Regions from separate parts of the Rattus norvegicus genome. Here region 2 is linked to region 1. Evidence: chromatin contacts called from public Hi-C data. All regions are on one chromosome and are shown on one strand. Each heading gives the region's core, a stretch centred on a gene start, on an enhancer-like site or on the middle of the called end of the contact. The rest is flanking DNA. Distances are from core to core; before and after follow the strand shown.

The links. A called contact is a pair of places that touch in the nucleus more often than the background predicts.
Region 2: a Hi-C map of hepatocytes shows a contact between it and region 1, with 1.9 times the contacts expected there. The contact joins the enhancer-like site here to the promoter of Fam168a in region 1. A contact is called at or near these places in 8 of 12 Hi-C or Micro-C datasets (frontal cortex, hepatocytes, kidney and 3 more) and 1 of 1 datasets of contacts at active chromatin or transcription factors (oligodendrocytes).

The regions. Positions count from the first base shown.
Region 1 is chr1:164,467,469-164,472,515 of GRCr8, reverse strand. Fam168a (family with sequence similarity 168, member A) reads right to left here and starts at 3,069. Exons shown (of 9, transcript NM_001108494.1): 1 at 2,858-3,069.
Region 2 is chr1:164,554,829-164,559,875 of GRCr8, reverse strand. All of the region lies in intron 2 of Fam168a (family with sequence similarity 168, member A), which reads right to left. Among named protein-coding and RNA genes, the nearest start is that of Relt, 69 kb to the left of the region's middle. Within about 2 kb of position 2,770, at least 9 of the 93 cell types and tissues checked have an H3K27ac peak or open chromatin away from gene starts, as enhancers often do.

The DNA of each region.
Region 1 (5,047 bases), core at 1,820-4,319:
AACCCTCGACTCCTCAATTCCTGGGCTCTTCATTTTACCCAGGCTACCAATCCCTCTACCCGTTCTCTACTTTTTACCAGTGTCTGCTTCACAACTGCCCAGGTAAACCATGACTATTGGAAAAATAAATCCACCCAAACAGCTCTCCCACCTGATTTCTTATTTTGAGATTTCAAAATCCAGGACTTTACCATGACCAGCCCATGTCCAGAGCATGCCTGCAAATTCACAAAAGCAAGGTCTGGACCCCAGAGTAAAGTTATGAGGAGAAAGGCCCTCATTGGCTAGATTACACTCTCAATGAATTACAGGTAACTGCTCAAGCTTGAATTTATTTGGTTTTTCTTGTTGTTGTTGTTGTTTGTTTTCAGTTTACATTTGGTTTGGTTTGATTAGAATATAGAAAGCGTCCTTTAAAAAAAAGGGACATTTCCAATTCCAAGGATAAGTCCACCCTCTAAATGGGTATTTTTATGTGTTAAGCTATGAAAACCAAGGAAAATGCTTTGTTTTCTAGCTGAACACTAGAACTTTAACAGAAAAAAAAATTTTTTTTAATTCCCATTGATATCAATTTTATCTTCTTTCCATTTCTCCTCACTTTTTCCCTAGACTATGCTCTAATCAACAGCCACTTCAAGTTTAGCATATCACAGTTAATGCAATTAAATCCGAAAGCTGTTTCCCTAAAGATGTTCCCTCTCTTCACATTCCTCTGGGCCTTCCAACCACAAGCATAAACTCGTCTCTAAGCTTCAAATCAAATTTCTGATGAATAGATGGGAGTTATTCTCTTGTAGTGAATGCAATGTGTCTACATCAACAGCATCCCCTTAACAATAAAATATGGCTGTGTATTAGACTTCATTTATTCACACCTGACAGAATTCTGATCACTTGAATTTCTTTAGAAGAAAATTCAATCTATAGAAACAGCCCAATTATTTTAAATCCTATCATGTAATGTCAAGAGAATCAAATGAAAAATTCCATCAGTACCAAACCATCTCACCAAAGAATGAATATTTATTACATTTCCATAGTTCCTGTCTTCTCTCTGTTTACATAAAGCGGCAGTGCCAAGACTCATCTCAGGATTATTAGCCAGCAATACAATGATGGGCCCAAATGCCTTGCAAACCAGGACACCAATAAATGGAGTCTTCAAGCAATCAATTTTATTGGGGGGAGGTGGGGCTTGCTAACCTCTTTCTGCACACACATACCTTGCCTGCCTAGAAAATAAATTCAGTCTTCCTATTCGTTAATCACTTCTCAAGCAAGAAGGCACCCTTAACAACCTCAAGTTCATCAGAGTCCTTTTAAATTCCGAATTCTAGGACTAGTTTCAGTGTACCAAGGGGGGGGGGGGGAGGAGAAAGCAGAGACAGTTTCACCTTCTCCCACCTTTCCTTTAAGAGTGGATCTCCCCTCTAACCCCCAACTTTCCCTTTTAGACATAGGAACTGCAAGACTCCCCACTCTCCTTTAATTCTACCTTAAATGGTTCTCTCAAAACTTTACCCTGGGGGCTGCTATTTCCAGACAATTCCAACATAAAACAAAAAGGTCAAACTGACAGCATAAGATATCCTCTAGGAGAATCTTTAATGTTCCTTCTCTGTCCCCGGTGAAGACCCTTCTAATGGCCTTGTTATTGTCTCTCACCACAGCAGCCCGATGTAAATGTTCTAACCCCTAAACCTCTGGTGTGTCGAAGGACATCTTAGTCCTTCCTTTCCTAAATAAACCAACCCACTCCATGGGAGACATTAGGTCTCCCAGGCCTTAAATTTACCCTCTGCCACCTCACCGCAGGTAACCAGCTCATCACAGACATGACTTCTGCGAGACTGGTAGCGAGATACTATCCCTAACCCTGCTCCACACCTGCCACAGTTCTTCTAGTTGAGTCCAGCTGAGTAGTTTCACATACCCCCTACCTCCAACTTATGCTCAGGGGAGCCACCTTGCTCCCTCCAGAGACTCTAAACTCATCCTAAATCCTTCCCCACTGAGCCCTCATCCCCAATTTCAATCCCTGTCTTCCTGTTTGGGGCCCAACTTGCAATTCCCTCCCTCCTGTCAGCTTACCTCACCCATCTCCAGTAATTGGAAATCTCATCACTCCCAGCCCAAATTCAAACCTCCAGCAGCCTACCTCAAGAAAACCCCAAACAAATTCTACCTCTTCTGTTCTCTCCAAGCCCAAGCTATTTCTGTAAGTAGTCATAAATTCCACCATCCCCAGAAGACAACAGCCCACTTCAAGCTCGGGTCTCAACCCATGCCAAACCCCTCACCCCCAGCTCCTACCATCTCCATCTTCCTTCCCCAAGTCCCACCTTCCAAAATTAGCACTCCCCAGAGTCCCATCCAATGTTTATATCTCACTGGCATTGAAATCATCTCCTTAGCCCCCACCCCGTTCTGATCCCAAGCTGTCAACTGCTTCAGGCCAACCCCAAATCATCACCTTCATTCAGTCCCCTCCCCCATTAAAACACATCCCACTCCAATCTCACCTTCCACCTCGCCCCAAGACAATCCCAAATTCCACCTCGGTACCCCACACACCCATGCTCCTATCCCAGGTCTGGTTATCCCTCCATGTAAAGTCGTCCCCCCTCACCCATCCACCCCCCGCTACCCTCCCCTGACCTGCTGGTGTCCCACCCTCACCCCACCCCCAGCCCGCGTACGGACAAGTCTCCCCCACCAGCCCGCCGTTCCATCGCCACCTCGGTCCCCTCCCCCCAGCCGGCGCGGGGGCCCTACGGCCCCCACCCTCGTTCTCCCCGGCGCCACCAGCCCAGGCTCCACGGGAGCGGGCCGGGGGCCAAGGGGGTCTCCTCACCGGCGAGCTGCTGCAGACGAAAACCGCGGCGGCGGCAGCAGAAGCGGCGATGCCCTTGTCTTCTCTGAAGGCTACAGCGGCGACGCTCTCGTTCCCTCGTCCGTGTCCAGTAGGGTGGTGGATGGCGCGCAGGGACCGGAGCCTCCTCCTCCTTCTCTTCAGCTACTCGGATCTGAATCCTCTGCAGTAGCCGCGGAGAAACCCGACAGTGGGGGAAGGGGACGCTCGGTTGCAGGCAAGAGAGGAGGAGGCGGAGGGAGGGGGCGGGGGACCGCTGAGAAGGGCGGGGGAGGAGGAGTCGGCGCGCTGTCCCGACACGTCCCACAGCCTCAGAGCTCTTGGACTACAACTCCCGGTGTGCTCTGCTGCGGCCCTGCGCGGCCTGGATCTCCCAACCCTGCGCCGGTCCTGGACCGCACCCTCTTGGGTCACAGACAAGGGAATGAAGCCGACTCCCACGGGATTTTGTAAACTCAAAGACCTCTTAAGAGAGAAGTCGGATATTTCTGCAGCCTCATCTCCATGAAGTAAAACTCTCTACGTCTCCAACCTACACTTGCAACCCCTTCCGCCCGAGGGACTACACCTCCCAGCATGCCGCACACAGCTTCCCATTCCCTCCTTCCGGACCCCTCTCAGACACGGTACTACAGTTCCCAGGAGTGTGATCCTTGCGAAATGCTGGGACATGCAGTTCTCAGTCCTTCCTCCATGTTAAGAAAAAAGAAGTGAAAGGGAGAAAAGGGGGAAGGACTATTCCAACCCACTGAGCTTGGGCCTAGATTGGCTACCTCACCTGTAATTCTGTACTCTTCTCGCGATCTCCGTTTGTCACTGTCTCGCTAGAACTAATGCAGCAGCTGCTTCACTGGCATCCCTGAAAATCAGAGGACGATTCTCCAAATTGAATCTTCCTGTAAAAAGGACATTTGTTTACATTTACATTACTTAATAAGTATTTAATTTGCAAAGATGATCGAAATTTTTAGAAAACAATGCCCACGGTTATTATAGGAGGTTGTTGAATATGAGTTGAGGAGAATGTAGACATTCATCGATAGGGGGCTGATTTAATAAATAGTGATGCATACATTCAACGTAATGCTAAGCAGCCATTTAAAATGATGGTAAATATCTTTAGACATGAAAGGTTTTTCACAATTTCTTGTCATCTTGTCAGAGGGGCAAACTGATTGCAAAAACAGCATGATTAGACAGCTTCAATTTATTTGAAGTTCGAGAATATAAAAGCATAAGGATTTCAGGAAAGAGATTCTCCAAAATGTAACCAGCGACTATCTTTGAGAGAGGATAGTTAGGTTTCAAGTTTCCCTTATCTTTATATTGCCTGAATTGTTTAAGGAGCACACACCATTTTTTTAAAACCTGAAGAGCTATTTCATATACATATACATACGTATGTACATACATACATACATTTATTTCAAATACAACAACCTCTTGTTTTCCCACCTAGAAACTTTCCTTGGGTCTTCGTTGCCTGAACGGTGTTTCAGGACTGTGTGTCTACCATCCTGTAAACTAAATCTATCCCACCATTAAAACGATGGTGGTTATATACTGTATTAGTTACTTCTCTGATTACTAAGACAAAATACCTGACAAGAGCAACTTGAAGGAAGGGAGGAAGGAAGGAAGGAAGGAAGGAAGGAAGGAAGGAAGGAAGGAAGGAAGGAAGGAGGGAGGGAGGGAAGGAAGGAGGGAAGGAGGGAGGGAGGGGAAAAAGGGTTTATTGTGATGTACAGTTTCATCTTAGGGAAGATAAGTGTCCAAAAGAAACTGGGGACAAATGATTCTCTGTGGTGCCTGGCTATTAGCATACCAAAGAGCATGCTGGCCTCCATGCTCCCCTTTCCTGATCCCTCAGTATCACAAGAACCTGTTACAGACTCCATGCTGACATCCTGGCTCTTCTCACCCCACCCACTACCCTAAATTTCTTCAGTTCATGGGCTTCCCTCCCCCTCAGCCTCTCATTCTCCTATAACCCTAATATTTCTGATTTCTTGACCCTCCTTAGTAGGCTCTTTCTCTTTCTTTCCCTGCCCCACCTCATGGCCAAGTCCATTCTGCTGGCCATGTTCAGTTTACCTTTCCTTTCTGCTCCGGACTCTTCCAGACGCCTCTAGCTGAACTCTCCTTCATATCTACAATTAAAATCTTCCACTT
Region 2 (5,047 bases), core at 1,521-4,020, 88 kb before region 1:
TAGAGCGCTTACCTAGGAAGCACAAGGCCCTGGGTTCGGTCCCCAGCTCCGAAAAGAAAAAAAAAAAAAAAAAAAAAAGAACCAAAAAAAAAAAAAAAAGAAAAGAAAGAAAAGGAAATCCTTGGGAATCAAAAAAAAAAAAAAAAAAAAATGAAGAAGTGGGCTGGAGAGATGGCTCAGTGGTTAAGAGCACTGACTGTTTTTCCAGAGGTCCTGAGTTCAAACCTCAGCAACCACATGGTGGCGCATAACCATGTGTAATGAGATCTGATGCCCTCTTCTATTATGTCTGAAGACAGCTACAGTGTACTTATATATAATAAATAAATAAATCTTTTTAAAAAATGAAGAAGGGAAGAAAAACAAACAGGAAGTCTAAATAATGAGCTGATGTTAGGCTGCTCTGGTAAGGTATGTGGTCCTGTCCATCAAAGAAACTGATTTTTGTGAGGTAGTAGTGGTACACACTTTTAATCCCAGCACTCAACAGGCAGGGGCAAGTGGATTGTGGGCAAGTAGACCATGCCACCAGCCAGAAGACTTGGTAAGGTTTAAGCAGTTAAAAAAACCTGGCAATTCTCATAAATGAGAACAGAAGACTGGAACCAGCTCCCGGTCAGGCTCTTCCGATCCTGGAACACTTAACCATGACAGCCCACTGAGGGGACCATGAGAAATGTTAAAGTAGCATAAAAACCTAGAGTTCATGCTAATGAGTATCTAGATAGGCCTCAAGTGTTTAGCCAATAAGCTTCCCTTCCTGGGCATCCCATCGATACTGGGTGGGAGAGGGGGATAAAGAGAGTAAAGAGCGCCTACATCTCCTAGAGAAGGCCTCTCTTCCAGTCCCTCTATACTTTGGCACTCAGTAGGAGCCAAACTGGATTCCATTCTGTCCTGGGCTCAGCCATCCCCTTCCTGCCTGGGGCATAGGGGAAGCTCAGACTCTAGGACAAACACACACACACACACACACACACACACACACACACACACACGTATGTTCCCAAACCCCTCGGTCCCCAGCAGCATCTGGGTACACAGGAGGCTGAGAACCACAGTATCCATTGTCCCAGCCCCTGCTGTTTCTTATGCAGGGAAACGGGCTGGGACCCCATCCCAGATTGCATTCTGTCTTCCCTGAGTGACAGGCTGGCAGCGCTCAGCATCCCAGCAGCAAGGCTCAGCCCACAGTGGACCGCTGAGTTCAAGGCCAGCCTGCCCTACAGAGAGAGCTTCAAGAAAGACAGCCAGGATGACACAGAAAAACCCTATCTGGAAAAACCTAAGCGAACAGACTAACAAATAAATAATAAAAGAACTGCTCTTTATAGTCACTAAGGTTAGGAAGTAAGGATTGTGAAGAGTCTAGCAGGCCTGAGCATGGAAAACAGGGGAAAGACCAGTTCTGCTCCTTACCTTTCCCTCTCCTCCTTGCTAAAAACCATCAGAATGCATCCCTAAAGCTAGTCCCCGAAGTCTATTTCCTTATTTGGCCATTCCTTCCTCCTAAGGCTGACTACAAAGGTCCTGCTATCAAGGTATTGAAATCCAGCAATCAAAAGTCCCCCTTTGGCTTCCCTAATTAACCTGTCCAACTAAAATTAAACATCTCCCCCTAACATGGGGTTCCTAACACGGGATTCCTCTTTCCCCTTTTAAACTGCCATATGCCTATAGCCCATGTCTGTCTCCTCCCTATCTAGAGGCAGTCCTTTGTTCCTCTGGGGTAATTATCCACCCCCACTCCCCACCCCCACTCCTTTGTCCCTTTTCTCCCTTCTCCTTTATCTCCTATCCCTTGTCTTTGTCCCTCTGAGACAAATTTCCTTTGTGCTAAGAACTTGGTTTTGGTGTCTGGCCCTCAAGAGGGTTGAAGCCCAAATTTCTCTTTACAGAGTCGAGACACACTCTGGCATGGTGACACCTATTTTTAATCCCAGTACTTGGAGGTAGAAGTGGAATTCAGAGTTCAAAGTTAACCTTGGGCTACATTGTCAGCCTAGGTAAAGAATAAAACAAAAAGTACAATGATCTAACAGGAAAATGAAGGCAGGCAGGGTTGGCGCACACCTTTACCGCCAGCACTTGGGAGGCAGAGACAAGTGGGATCTCTGTGAATTTGAGGCCAACCTGGTTTACAGAGAGTTCCAGGACAGCCAGGGCTACACAGTAAGATCCTGTCTCAAAAACACCAACAAAAACCAAAGCACAGGAAAATGACTTTAAAAAGAAAAGTTGATGTTTTTGAAAGTTTAGTCTAGGTAAAATGTATATGGCTGACTGTGTATGGTGTGTGTTATTTAAACTACCTGCAGAGTTCTAAACTCTCCAGCAGAGAAATTACAATTCCAGGATAGTAATATCCTAATAAGTAGACACATAAAAATTCTTCTCTCCCTGTAGAGTATAAATTATATAATTCAATTTTCAGAATCATCCTATTAAATATCTATAGTGTTATCTCAGTTTACAAAACAAATTCAGTTTAGGGAAGTTAAGCAATTGTCTAAAGCCATCCAGGTATTCACTGACAGAGCTTAAATTTTAAGTTGGCTGTACGTTTAATCAAAATGCACTGTGGAATTCTACCATGAGCCCAGCAAAGACAAAGTTTGTTCCCTTTTCCAAAGTAACATATTGCCTGATCTTTTTAGTGCAAATCAACAAGTGTAACTTTCCCTTCCTTCTCAAGCTTAGCTATTTCTAAGAGAAGTTAGCCAGAAAGGCAGCATGCCAAACCAGCTTATTTGCCTCTGGCAAAGAGCTTACTTTACTGGGAACACCCTGAACTGGGAAGGGAAAAAGCAATAAGCTCCCTGAGCTAGGTCTGTCCCATGTGTCTTGGCTACTGGAAATAATTTTATTAAAATAACACATAACAGAGCTGAAACAAAATATTTTACTCTGCAGATTAAGAAGAGCAAGAGAGGTTGGGGATTTAGCTCAGTGGTAGAGCGCTTGCCTAGCAAGCGCAAGGCCCTGGGTTCGGTCCCCAGCTCCGAAAAACAAAACAAAACAAAACAAAAACAAAAACAAGAAGAGCAAGAGAGTTGTAATAAACACAACAGGTGAGGCTGAAAGTTAGAGATTACTGCCACGACCCTATCAAACCGAACTTCCAGTATAATTCAGAGTATTCTTTGGATGTATATTATCGAGACCTGTTTTATTAACTTAAAAGCATAAACGGCTAAGGCTGAGTGTGTAGCTCAGGGTAAATATTCGTCTAGTATATGTAAGGCTTTGGGTTTAATCCTTACCACAACAAAAAACAATGGAGAGATAGCCAAAGCTGACTTAATTGGGCATGGGGGTGCATACATTTCATCAGAAGCAGGAGGAATCTCTGAATTCAAGGCCATCCTGGTCTACATAGAGAGTTCCAGAACAGACAGGGAGCTATACCGTGAGATCTTTAAAATTACAAACAACAAAAACAAAACCCTGCTGGGTGTGGCACTTTTAATTATAGCACTAGGGACACGGAAGCAGGCAAATCTCTGAGTTTGACAACAATCTCGACAGCCAGGGATATGCAGAGAGACCGTGTTCCAAAAGAAGAGGAGGAAGGAAGTAGAGGAGGAGGAGGACGAAGAGGAAAAGGAAGAAAAGAAAAAAAAGGGAAGGGAAGGGAGTCAACTTCAGACAACAGGCTCTCTGCTCTTTGAGATATCTTTAGTCATATAAGGAAGAATTTAAACAGAGCTGACATAGTTCACAGCCTCCATTCTGCCAGTGGCTCTGTGCTAGAACTAAGTTCTCCCATTCTTCCAATTCCAATCCCACTACCAAAATTTTCAGCTACTTTCCCTCTTCAACACTTCTTTTTTTTTTAAGATTTATTTATTTATTATATATGAGTACACTGTAGCTGTTCAGACACACCAGAAGAGGGCATCAGATCTCATTACAGATGGTTGTGAGCCACCATGTGGTTGCTGGGATTTGAACTCAGGATCTTTGGAAGAGCAGTCAGTGCTCTTAACCACTGAGCCATCTCTCCAGCCCAGCCCTCAACACTTCTTTTCTGTGATCAAGAACTGGTTATATAATCGGTGTGTGTGTGTGTGTGTGTGTGTGTGTGTGAACCCAGCACTTTTTCACGGTTATATAATCGGTGTGTGTGTGTGTGTGTGTGTGTGTGTGTGTGTGTGTGTGTGTGAACCCAGCACTTTTTCACGTTAGGTCTGAGTCTACCAGTGAGCCATAGCTTCCGAACCTGACCATGCCTTGTAACAATGTGTTTATTCATATATCACCTTATCTTGATTCCTAGTCAATATTTTGAAGGCTTGTGATGTGTAAATACAAGTTAGATACCTTCAGACACATTTTCCACTCAGTTCCAGTGCTGCACATCCTGCCTGCCTTTACTTATTATAACTGAGAGCAACTATTATCAGGCTCTTACTTTATGTCAGGTATTATATGCTGGCCTCAAACTCATGGAAATCCTCCTCACAGTCTCAGTCTCACAAGTGCCAGAATTGTAGGTGCGAGCTACCATGCTTGGTTTAAAAATTGATTTCTTGAGGAATAACATTCCAAACACAACATATATAAAACATAAGAAAAAAAACACTATATTGTAAGAGTTTAAAACATCAGTCTTCAGAATCAACTGACTTGCGTTCAATTAATTAATTTAGACTCTGCAGTGTCCACTATGACTATAATGTTGTCATCTGTGAAATGGTGGTAATAAGCTACATTGCATGGAATTTACTTTAGAATGAAAGTGTGGGCCCAGAGAGATGCTTCAGCCGTTAAAGGCACTTGTCACAAAGCTTGGTAACCTGAGTTTTATTTCCCAGAACCCATATGGTAGGAGAGAACTAACTACAGGAAGTTGTCCTCTTTGAGACATACACCATGGTGGTACATGTGAGACACACACACACACTGTAAAGTCCATTTTTAAATAAACAAACAAACAAATAAATGTGGAATGAAATACTTAAGGTGCCTACCACAGGCCAGGACCATGATAAGTACTCAGTAAGTGTTAACTTCTCTCCAGCCCACTGTTAATAACTCAATAATC